Regions from separate parts of the Mus musculus genome. Here all the other regions are linked to region 3. Evidence: chromatin contacts called from public Hi-C data. All regions are on one chromosome and are shown on one strand. Each heading gives the region's core, a stretch centred on a gene start, on an enhancer-like site or on the middle of the called end of the contact. The rest is flanking DNA. Distances are from core to core; before and after follow the strand shown. Region 1 overlaps St6galnac3 (ST6 (alpha-N-acetyl-neuraminyl-2,3-beta-galactosyl-1,3)-N-acetylgalactosaminide alpha-2,6-sialyltransferase 3). Region 2 overlaps St6galnac3 (ST6 (alpha-N-acetyl-neuraminyl-2,3-beta-galactosyl-1,3)-N-acetylgalactosaminide alpha-2,6-sialyltransferase 3). Region 3 overlaps St6galnac3 (ST6 (alpha-N-acetyl-neuraminyl-2,3-beta-galactosyl-1,3)-N-acetylgalactosaminide alpha-2,6-sialyltransferase 3).

Region 1 (3,138 bases), core at 78-2,577, 420 kb before region 3:
AGGGTGCTGTTGTGTGTCTGTGTGCATGGGCACAGGGTATTCGTTGTGAGTTCCCTGAAGGTGGCCCAACTTTTCAGTGAGACGTTCCTGAGTCTTAGAGGATTCCTGGCATCCTGTCCTCTTTGACTTCAATGGCTCCTCCCCTCCCGCCTCCCTCCTCATGTCCTGTGATGTTCACCCCAAACAAATTGGTCATAAAAGAGTGGAATATGCAGGGTCGGGAAGAATCAAATGTGGTTTTGTTTGTTTATCTGCAGGACGATTGAGAAACTTTTAAATGTTTCCAAAGAGGGGTTGTCTCATTCCTAAACTTATTCCCAGTAGAACTCCTCAGGATATAACCACACAGAGCAGGGTTCCGCAAGACATGCATCCCTCCTCCTCCTCTTCCTCCTTTTCCTCCTCTTCCTCCTTTTCCTCCTCCTCCTCCTTTTCCTCCTCCTCTTCTTCCTCCTCCTCCTCTTCTTCCTCTTCTTCCTTCTTTTCCTCCCCCTCCTCATTTCCTCCTCTTCTTCCTCTTCCTCCTCCTCCCCTCTTCCTCCTGTTCTTCCTCTTCCTCCTCCCCTCCTCCTCCTTTTTTCTGTTCTTCCTCCTCCCCCTCCTTCCCTTCCTCTTCCTCTTCCTCTTCCCCTCTTCCCCTTCCCCCTCCTCTCCCTCCTCCTCCTCCTCCTCCAGCCTCTGATCCCCTTTCTGTCCCATACGGGGTCTTATGCATCCGAAGATGAATCACCCCAGCTGGAGCTAACCTGATGGCTCCCTTTTTCTGCCCTGCCTCTCACAGACATTTCTCAGAGAAGCTCCCTTGGCTCAGTGATGTCTGTGAATCAAGTCTGGCATCCTTGAGCTCATACTCAAGACCCTGTTCTTAGAACAACTTGCTACGGTGTTTCCTAGGTCCCAACTCTCAGTGTTAAACTGTAGCCGCTCCTACCACCATGCTCCACTGGCCCAGCCTGCTGTCTTGCCCACTGATCTGGTCCTGCTGTGGGGCACCTAGGATGACCGATGCTTCAGATGTAGGCTGAGTGAGTGAGCTCACCCGCTGCCTCTGCTCAGGCTCAGGCCTTGCTCTGCTCCTGCCCCCTCTTTCGTTCACCCCTCACCCGTCACCATCTCCCTCTGCCCATCAGAGTCCAACTCTCTAAGAAGCCGTTCTCCCTGGAAGCCTCCTCTAATCGCGACCTCCCCGTGGCTGCTGTTTGTACCAACTTTCACAGTAAGTGCATTCTGTGGTGAGGTTTCTTTTCAGCTGAAAGGGATAATGGAAGATTCCTGTTCGCCTCTTCGCTCACCATGGAGCCTGCTCAGAAAACTACAGCAAACAGAACAGACCCAGCATGTTCTTTCAGCCAGCCAGCTTGGCGGGCGTCTCAGGCTGACAGTGGACTGAGTGGACTGTGCTGAGGCCTCTGTTCCACTTCTTCACGAGCCTTGTGGCGGGGCCTCCTATACTCCAGGGGCTGTTGCTGGGATTTTTATTTCTCTGAAGTTTGTTTCCTTTTCTAAGTACAGTTCTTTGGTAACAAAGGTCCATCACATTAGTAATATGCTCTGGGGATGAATTCCGCCCCGTATGTTCGCAAGGTAAGCATCGTCCTGACTGGGCTAGCCCTTCTTGCCCTGCCTGATCTGCATCCTCTCTGTTCTCCACTTGTCACCTGTGGCTACCTAGGCTGTAGCAGGCAGGCTTGTGCAAGTGTCGTCCACATATTATAACTGACCCGGTCATAGGGAGCTCCAGGACTTGTCTGGTGTGCTGAGTGACATTTGCTGAGGGACACAGCAAGAGGCTAAAGAACAAGGGTCTGTCTGCGGGCTGGAGCTAGCCTGAGATGCTTGCTCTCACGAGTGAGGTGCTGCATGGTGAAAGGGTGACCTACCCGTGCAGCTACAGTGGCAGGACAGTGTGGCACACTGCATTTGGGCTGGGTTGTCTCAGGTCTGACAGCTCCACTGATCCAACGCTTTCTTACAGACTCCCTTTAAGAGCCTCTTTGTGGTTCCTGTCAGGATGGCTCCATCAGTCACCAGCCTGGTGAGCTGCTTTTATGCCCAGTTTCTGGTGTGAAAGCCATGATTCTTTCAAGTTAGCCTCAACGTTCCTCTTTAACCTTTCCCACTCTGTTCCAGCTTACATTCCCCCCTTAATGGTGTTAGGCAAGGCCGACGGCAGACATCAGGCTCCCCACTCTTACCTGTGAGCAGGGCTGGCCATGAGGTTTCTTCATCCTCAGCCTGGGTTGGGTCTTCTTCCCTAATTGCTTTCTGCCGTCTTCCCAGGCACACCTGCCTTAGTGTATCCCTAAGGTGTTAGCCTGTTTACTCTCTTCCACATCCATGGCGTGGTGGATGTAGTGGGGACTGCTGTCAGCTTCCATTGTACAGCCACAGTGGCCTTGCCCTCTGTTCAGTGTATGCGTTGGCAGGGCACTGAGACCTTCCCTTAGGTGTGAATTTGCGTATCTGTAGACTGCATTCACTCGCAACGTGAGTCTCACTTCTGAGTTATCTGGAGGATGTTAATGAAGGGTTTCAGGTGCAGAGGTACGTGTGGTGGCCTCTAGTGGTGGCTGCTCGGTGCAGCAGGTTGGGGGCCAGTAGCTGTGTGGTTGTTTGAGACAGCCCGTGACACATATAGAGCGAGTCTTTCCACCTCAGCCGATGCTCACAGGCACGCCCAGAAGTGTGTTTCCTAGGCGGCTTCAGAGACGCCCCAGCTCTCCGCTTACACCGGACAGAGGATGCCAGGCTCCGTGTTCCTGTGAATTTGGCTTCTTTTTACCAGAGATAATCGAAGTTGGTCGAGCAGTTGTTCCCTTAGCACCACTGTCAGGGAGCACTGACATTTCAGGTCCGTGGACTGTGAAAGCGCAGGTTCAAAGGCCTGCGTCAGCCACCTTGGACTTGGCCTGCTTTCTCATGACATTAGCCTTTGGCCCTTTCTAAGAGAGAAGTGGCACTAGTGGTCCCTAGCACACAGAGCAGGTGACAGAGTAGTGTCACTTTTCATCGCTGAGAGCCACCAGGAATCAGCCAGAGCTTCAGAGCCGTATTAAAATGAGGCTTTCCCCCTAAGGTTGCTTTGGGGTCAGCTCTGGACAGAAATGAACTAGTTCTTGTGTTACAGAGTGGATTGCT
Region 2 (3,167 bases), core at 269-2,768, 330 kb before region 3:
TATGGTGACATGAAGGGCCCTCTGGAGTGGGGTAGCCTGGGAAAAGCACCGAGTCCCAGAGTACCCACACCAGTGGAGCTCTGGGATTTGCCTAAGCGATCCATGATGTAATAGACCTCCATGATGTAATAGACCACCATGATGTAATAGACCTCTACCGCATGGTTAGGGTGTAGCTCTGTCCTCGAGGTATCTGAACTTTGGCTGGAAAAAAGGAATGTGCAAACCCAGCGAGACATGGAAAACCTTTCCAACATGGAGTGTCTGACGGAACACACAGTGTACTGGAAGACATTGGAATAATCAGGCTATATGGCTGGCTTTTTAAATTTTTTTATTTCTGTGTGTGTGTGAAAGAGAGAGATAGGGGAGTGGCGGGGGGAAGAGGGAGAGGGATTCTCGGATTTTACTTCCTCCAAAATTCTCCAGTGAATGAGGGCGTCAAAAAAACTCTGAAGTCTTTAAAATGCGCTGAGAGCATTTTGTTTCCAAGGGAAGATTTATATTCTCCCAGCCTTTTCAATCCTGTTTTCCTATCTTATATGCTATAAACCAAACCTCATTCAGGAAAATAAAAGATGAATACGAGCTCTGAAAGAATACAGAATGGGGACACTCAGCCGAAATGGCCATAATTTCTTCTAGGAGAAGAAAAAAAAATTAAGCGTGTGGTGAGAAGCATTAAGACGCAGGGCTGCTACACGCTTACAAACAGCAGCTGCGGTAATGGAAACGTCTGGTCAGGAGGCCAAACCCGCAGACAGCGAGCAGGCTGAGCACTTTGAGGTCTATATGGACAGGGATTCATTGGTAAGAGGGGGCGGAGTGGCTCCACTGCCGACCGGAAATGGTTACGTGACCCTTCTGCGTCGGTTCCTCCTGACCATCATCAGCCTCCTTCTGGCTCGGATAAGCCCTTAATGTAATTCCAGGGCTTGCTTTAAAATCATTTTAAAGCAAGCCCTTAATGTAATTCCAGGGCTTGCTTTAAAATCATTTTAAAGCACTAGCACTTTACAGTTTATAGATCACCGTGGGGAGGACTCTAGGGAGAAAGGGCGCCATGACCGGTGTCTACTGAAGACAGACAAAGTAACTGAACAGCAGTGCCCAGCACTGCGTCTGCCTTAGAGTTGAATTCAAGTGTGCACCCTCACTTCCAGCGAGTTTGTTTATTTGCTTTGTTTTGCAGGGTAGCTGAGGTTATCTCAGTGACAAACCACTTCCCAAATTTAAGACAATCTCCTTCCACGGGGAGAGTGCAGACTGGTTCATTGTTGTCTGCTTTTATCTTCAGACTGACACATAAAATAACTAGGCTGTGACCTTCACACAGGTAGTCGCACCTGCTCCACAGCCTGACTGCACACAATCCTGTGGCTGACCTGTGTTGGCGGCAAGTGGGAGGTTTTGGGGACTGGCTTCCTATTTAGAATAATCCTGGTCTGCAAACGTGGGAGGGAAGCTGGGCCATTCGAGAGCACCATGTGTCGGCCTAATCGAAAGATGCTGAAATGGCAAGCTGTTGGAAGAGAACATCCCGTGCCGTTGATTCGCCAGCCCACGCTTTCACAAGTACCTTCCTGGAAGCCGGTCTGTGTTCTTTGTGTGGTGGCCTTTTAAATGTCAGCCTGCAGAAGGGTTTCTGTTTTTAGTTAAGGCTGATCTCTAAAGCAATCAGATAATAGTTTAAAGTCATAGCTCCCACTCGCTAAGTACTTGTAATGTGTTGATGCTGGGTTCTATATTCTCTTTCCATGAAATTTTAGGTAATATCTTTTGTCAACTCAGGTGTCACCTTGACTCAACCTAGTGCCACTTGGAAGAAGGATCCTCCACTGAGGAATTGACTGCATCATATTGGTCTGTAGGCACATTTATGGGGCATTGTCTTGATTATTCATTGATATATAAGGGTGCAGTCCACTGTGGGAGGGGTCATTCCTAGGCAGGTGGCCCTGGGCTGTACAGAAAGCTAGCTAAGGATGAGCTTGTGAGAGAACAAGCAGAGATGGGGCCAGCAGAGTGGCATTCCTCCCTGGTTCTGATTCAGGTTCTTGCCCAGGGTCCTGCTTTGATTTCCCTCAGACATGGATAGTGACCCAGAAGGGTAGAAAGAACTGAATCTTCTTCTCCCCAAGTCCTTTTGGTCAGAGTGTTTTATTGTGGCCAACAGGATGAAGGTAGGACAGGTAGTGCTGAAAAGACGGCAGGTGCACAGGTGTCACCGCACATGTTAATCATGGTTTGTCAGGCGAGCACTTTCTAATAGCTTGAACATATCTGTGTGTCTGATGTATTATCTTCTCGATGTACTGTGGACCCCTGGAACGATCCTGTGCCCATTGACTGGCACAGAGGTATCGTGTATCTGCCCACCCCTTCAGTTAGGAGCTGAACCCAGAGCTTTGTGCATAAGAGGCAAACGATCTCCCAGTGGGCTTCCATAGCTCTGTATATCATAAGTCTTTTTCACATCATTGTGTGAGTGTGTGTGTGTGTGTGTGTGTGTGTGTGTATGTTCATATGTGTAAGGGTTGCCATGGCATGTGACAGTGTAAGGACAACATTGAATTGATAGAAGAATTTTTATTTTATTTTTTATTTTTTTTCCATTTTTATTAGGTATTTAGCTCATTTACATTTCCAATGCTATACCAAAGTCCCCCATACCCACCCGCCCCCACTCCCCTACCCGCCCACCCCCCCTTTTTGGCCCTGGCGTTCCCCTGTTCTGGGGCATATAAAGTTTGTGTGTCCAATGGGCCTCTCTTTCCAGTGATGGCTGACTAGGCCATCTTTTGATACATATGCAGCTAGAGTCAAGAGCTCCGGGGTACTGGTTAGTTCATAATGTTGATCCACCTATAGGGTTGCAGATCCCTTTAGCTCCTTGGGTACTTTCTCTAGCTCCTCCATTGGGAGCCCTGTGATCCATCCATTAGCTGACTGTGAGCATCCACTTCTGTGTTTGCTAGGCCCCGGCATAGTCTCACAAGAGACAGCTACATCTGGGTCCTTTCGATAAAATCTTGCTAGTGTATGCAATGGTGTCAGCGTTTGGATGCTGATTATGGGGTGGATCCCTGGATAAGGCAGTCTCTACATGGTCCATCCTTTCATCTCAGCTCCAAACTTTGTCTCTGTAACTCAGAAGAATTTTTATA
Region 3 (3,172 bases), core at 425-2,924:
AATGCCTCTGTAAACACTGTCAAAGATAGCTATGTAGACAAACCTCTGCTTTCTTGTACTATCACCAGTATTCATCAGAATTATGGCAGCTATCGTCCTTTTATTAAATGATTTAGACCAGTAAACTACATCTGGAAATGAGGAACATACAGAGATGGGGAGGGGGGGTAATCAAGAGTGGAGGAGCAGGCTCACTAAGCCATAATCAAGTTGAAATCACTTCAGCTGGGGAGCAGACCCACTGTGAGGCTGTCAGGACAGTCCTTAGGCCTTCTGCGATGGGTAGAAGGTATGTGCCTGGCTGGGTTTGTCCTGGTTCCACAGTCTGGGCTGGATGAAGTGCTTAGATTTCCTGTAGACCTGTCCATTCTGAATGACCATGTTCATCCTGTGAAGCCATGGGTATCGCTTCAAAGATGATTTTAACACTCATTTCCCTTTCCAACTTGCGATGGGATTTCAGAGCTTTGCTAGCCTCGCTGATTATTAGCCCTTTCTGGGCTCAGTAATGAGAAGTAAGGAAATCCATGGTTTAGCCTGAGTCAAGCAGCATAAAGTGTGGGGCTCCGGGTAGGCTTCCCCTCGTGGCCCACGAGGAAGCCTGTCAGGCACTCCTGCACAGAGCCATGGGAGCAAGAATTCCAACCAAGTCCACAGAGCCTGGACAAGCAGTCACTTTGGAGCAGGCGATGCATTTATTCAGTAAATAACCTGCTCCCCTGTGTGTGCTAGGCATGGCGATTAGATTCCGTCCCTTCCTGGTGGAAGCTCCGTCCACTTAGGAGTTGAAGATTCTCCTCCAAAGAAGCCCAGAGAAGCCCACACTGCCCTCATGTTTACCCCCCTCCAAGTATTTAAAGTCCCATTGCCCCAAGGGGATGCTAGCAAGATCCAGGACACTGGAAGACAGGTCATAGGGCAGAACTCTTGTGACCAGGATTAGAGTGATCTCCTAAAGGGGGCTGGAGGAAACCCCAGCATATCCAGCCACAAAGAAGACACCGCTTAAGAGGAAGAGGGCTGACAAGAAACCTGCTGAGGCAGCAAACCTGCTGGTGGCTTATATCAGGATTCCCATCCTGTGGGAAGTAATATGGGTATGGTAGCACACCTATAATGCCAACGCAGGGAAATAGAGGCCAGAAAGTCTGGAGTTCAAGGTCAGCCTTGGTTACATAGTGAGTTCAAGGTCAGTCTGAGCTACATGTGAACTGTCTCAAAACAGCAAACAGTAAATGAGACAGATCCATATAAATAGCTTTTGTTGTTTATGACCCACCCAGGCTGAAGTATTTCATTAGAGGAGCCTAAACACACTAACACAGTGTAGCCTGACACACGTGCACGCACACACACAGACACACACATGCATACACACACACACACACACACACACACACACACACACACACACACCTTGGCCTTACTTTTGCCAAACAGTGCACCACTGATAACCAGGTTTTTTCCAGCCCTATGGTTTGTTCCCAGAGGAGGAAGGCAGAGGAACCCAGTCTTCTGGGCTTTTTGTCTCCTACCCTCTTCTGTCTGCTTGCTGTCTCTGAGGTGGACCTTGGGACTTGTACAGACTCCAGAGTGACATCCACCACTCCCACACACCGCTCCTCGCGCTTACTGCATTTAGGGTTTTACACTCAGATCAATGCGCGTGCTCCTACCTCGCTTCCCATGCAAGCTGCTCCGTCCTCTCTAGCATTTCCTTAGCGCTTTTCTTAGCCTGTGAGTCATCTAATGATCTCCAGAAGATAAAAATAAATGCCAGGAAGCATATGCTGTTTTGTAGGTACTGTTCTAAGCGCTCTGGATAGATTAATTCTGTTTGTCTTCGCAGTAACTTTTATGCCTCTGTTGGTATTATTGCTGTAGTATCTCTTTACAGGTGAAGAGAGTGGGGTTCAGAGAGGCCATTGTCACACCAGTAGTAAAGGCTGTCACCGGGGTCTGAGTTCATCCACTCTGACCCACATTTAACCCACCATGATATCTCTCAAAGGATCAAATTAATGGGGGGGGGGGACTAAAATGTGACATTGGTCCTATTAAAGAGACCAGTGAACAGAGTGAGCTTCCAAATGAGCGATGACTGCAGGCAGACTATACCTGCTCATCAGGTGATGTAAATCTCATATCTACTCATATCCACCATATATCTACTATATACCACCAGGTGATGTAAGTGAACAGCTTATATCTACTATGTATGGTGAATGCAGGTAGTCTCTAGGACATCGAAAACTCGTCAACAGCTTACAACTGCTGTACAGGAGTCATGACAACCCTGCTGGGCTCAGGAAGACAGTCCCTAGGCTGTGCCTACATAAGCAGGCTAGCAAGAGAACCTGGACAAGTGTCCTGACAATGACTTGAAACTGTAACTCTAAAGGGAGTGAAGTGCAGTGAAGGCAAGATCCCCTGACTGCTCTGCACCCAGCGTGGTCTGAGAAGCAGCCACTTCCTGTGGCTGACATGAATCCAGGAGGGCTCAAGAGTGGCGGGCATGGAGAGTTGAATGTCCCCAGTTGTGTGACAGATGATCAAACGAACTCAAACAGGGATAACTGGGTGGGGGCCAGATGGGCATGATGATGACCGGGGACTGGATCCTACTTTGTCAGCCCCAAGAACAAATATGCAACCTTGCAGTGAGGGGTTGGGAGACTCTGGGTTGTAGTACACTGAAACAAAAGACCGTACACCGAGAGCATTTGCACTTGGGTCATTTAGATGACTGGAAATTTACGATAAAGTTAGGAAGCCTATGTTTTAGGTTGGTGCCTTGCTATGCTGGGATTCAGGCCTGCTGTAGCATTAACCAGGGACAGCCAAGCAGGGTTTGAGAAGCATGCAGGAGTGGCTGCTCTCCCAGACACGATGGCTCCATAGGTCTGTAGACTGCCCTACCCTGCACCATGAGGAGAAGCAGACTGGGCATGGGTTCCTGGCATCAAGACTTCCTCCAATCATCCTGGGCGTGGTGGGTGGCAGGAGAGCAAAGGGCTCTACTGTGAAGATATGTGTACGAGGTCCTTTTCTCGTCACTATGACCAAATTCTTGGCAAGAAGCAGCATGAGGGAGAAGTTTCCTGTGGCTCAGGGTGTGAGCAGACCCCCCCCCCCCATCTCGGTGGGGAAGGCATGATGGCAGGGACCCGGT

What was found. Hi-C and Micro-C count contacts between places; a contact is called where the count stands out from the background.
Region 1: a contact with region 3 is called in a Hi-C map of cerebral cortex, with 3 times the contacts expected there. The contact joins two enhancer-like sites. A contact is called at or near these places in 13 of 484 Hi-C or Micro-C datasets (the Ba/F3 cell line, the N1E-115 cell line, adipose-derived mesenchymal stem cells and 5 more), 3 of 115 datasets of contacts at active chromatin or transcription factors (T-cell acute lymphoblastic leukemia and embryonic stem cells) and 1 of 9 other capture datasets (embryonic stem cells).
Region 2: a Hi-C map of cerebral cortex shows a contact between it and region 3, with 2.3 times the contacts expected there. The contact joins two enhancer-like sites. A contact is called at or near these places in 1 of 484 Hi-C or Micro-C datasets (cerebral cortex), 2 of 115 datasets of contacts at active chromatin or transcription factors (embryonic stem cells and neural progenitor cells) and 1 of 9 other capture datasets (embryonic stem cells).

The regions. Positions count from the first base shown.
Region 1 is chr3:153,658,005-153,661,142 of GRCm38.p6, reverse strand. All of the region lies in intron 1 of St6galnac3 (ST6 (alpha-N-acetyl-neuraminyl-2,3-beta-galactosyl-1,3)-N-acetylgalactosaminide alpha-2,6-sialyltransferase 3), which reads left to right. Among named protein-coding and RNA genes, the nearest start is that of Gm52633, 64 kb to the right of the region's middle. Within about 2 kb of position 1,327, at least 29 of the 459 cell types and tissues checked have an H3K27ac peak or open chromatin away from gene starts, as enhancers often do. A contact at or near this core is called in cerebral cortex, where this site is marked.
Region 2 is chr3:153,569,657-153,572,823 of GRCm38.p6, reverse strand. The region is part of intron 1 of St6galnac3 (ST6 (alpha-N-acetyl-neuraminyl-2,3-beta-galactosyl-1,3)-N-acetylgalactosaminide alpha-2,6-sialyltransferase 3); the gene reads left to right. Among named protein-coding and RNA genes, the nearest start is that of Gm32721, 19 kb to the left of the region's middle. Within about 2 kb of position 1,518, at least 26 of the 459 cell types and tissues checked have an H3K27ac peak or open chromatin away from gene starts, as enhancers often do. A contact at or near this core is called in cerebral cortex, where this site is marked.
Region 3 is chr3:153,237,098-153,240,269 of GRCm38.p6, reverse strand. All of the region lies in intron 3 of St6galnac3 (ST6 (alpha-N-acetyl-neuraminyl-2,3-beta-galactosyl-1,3)-N-acetylgalactosaminide alpha-2,6-sialyltransferase 3), which reads left to right. Among named protein-coding and RNA genes, the nearest start is that of Gm33066, 14 kb to the right of the region's middle. Within about 2 kb of position 1,674, at least 25 of the 459 cell types and tissues checked have an H3K27ac peak or open chromatin away from gene starts, as enhancers often do. A contact at or near this core is called in cerebral cortex, where this site is marked.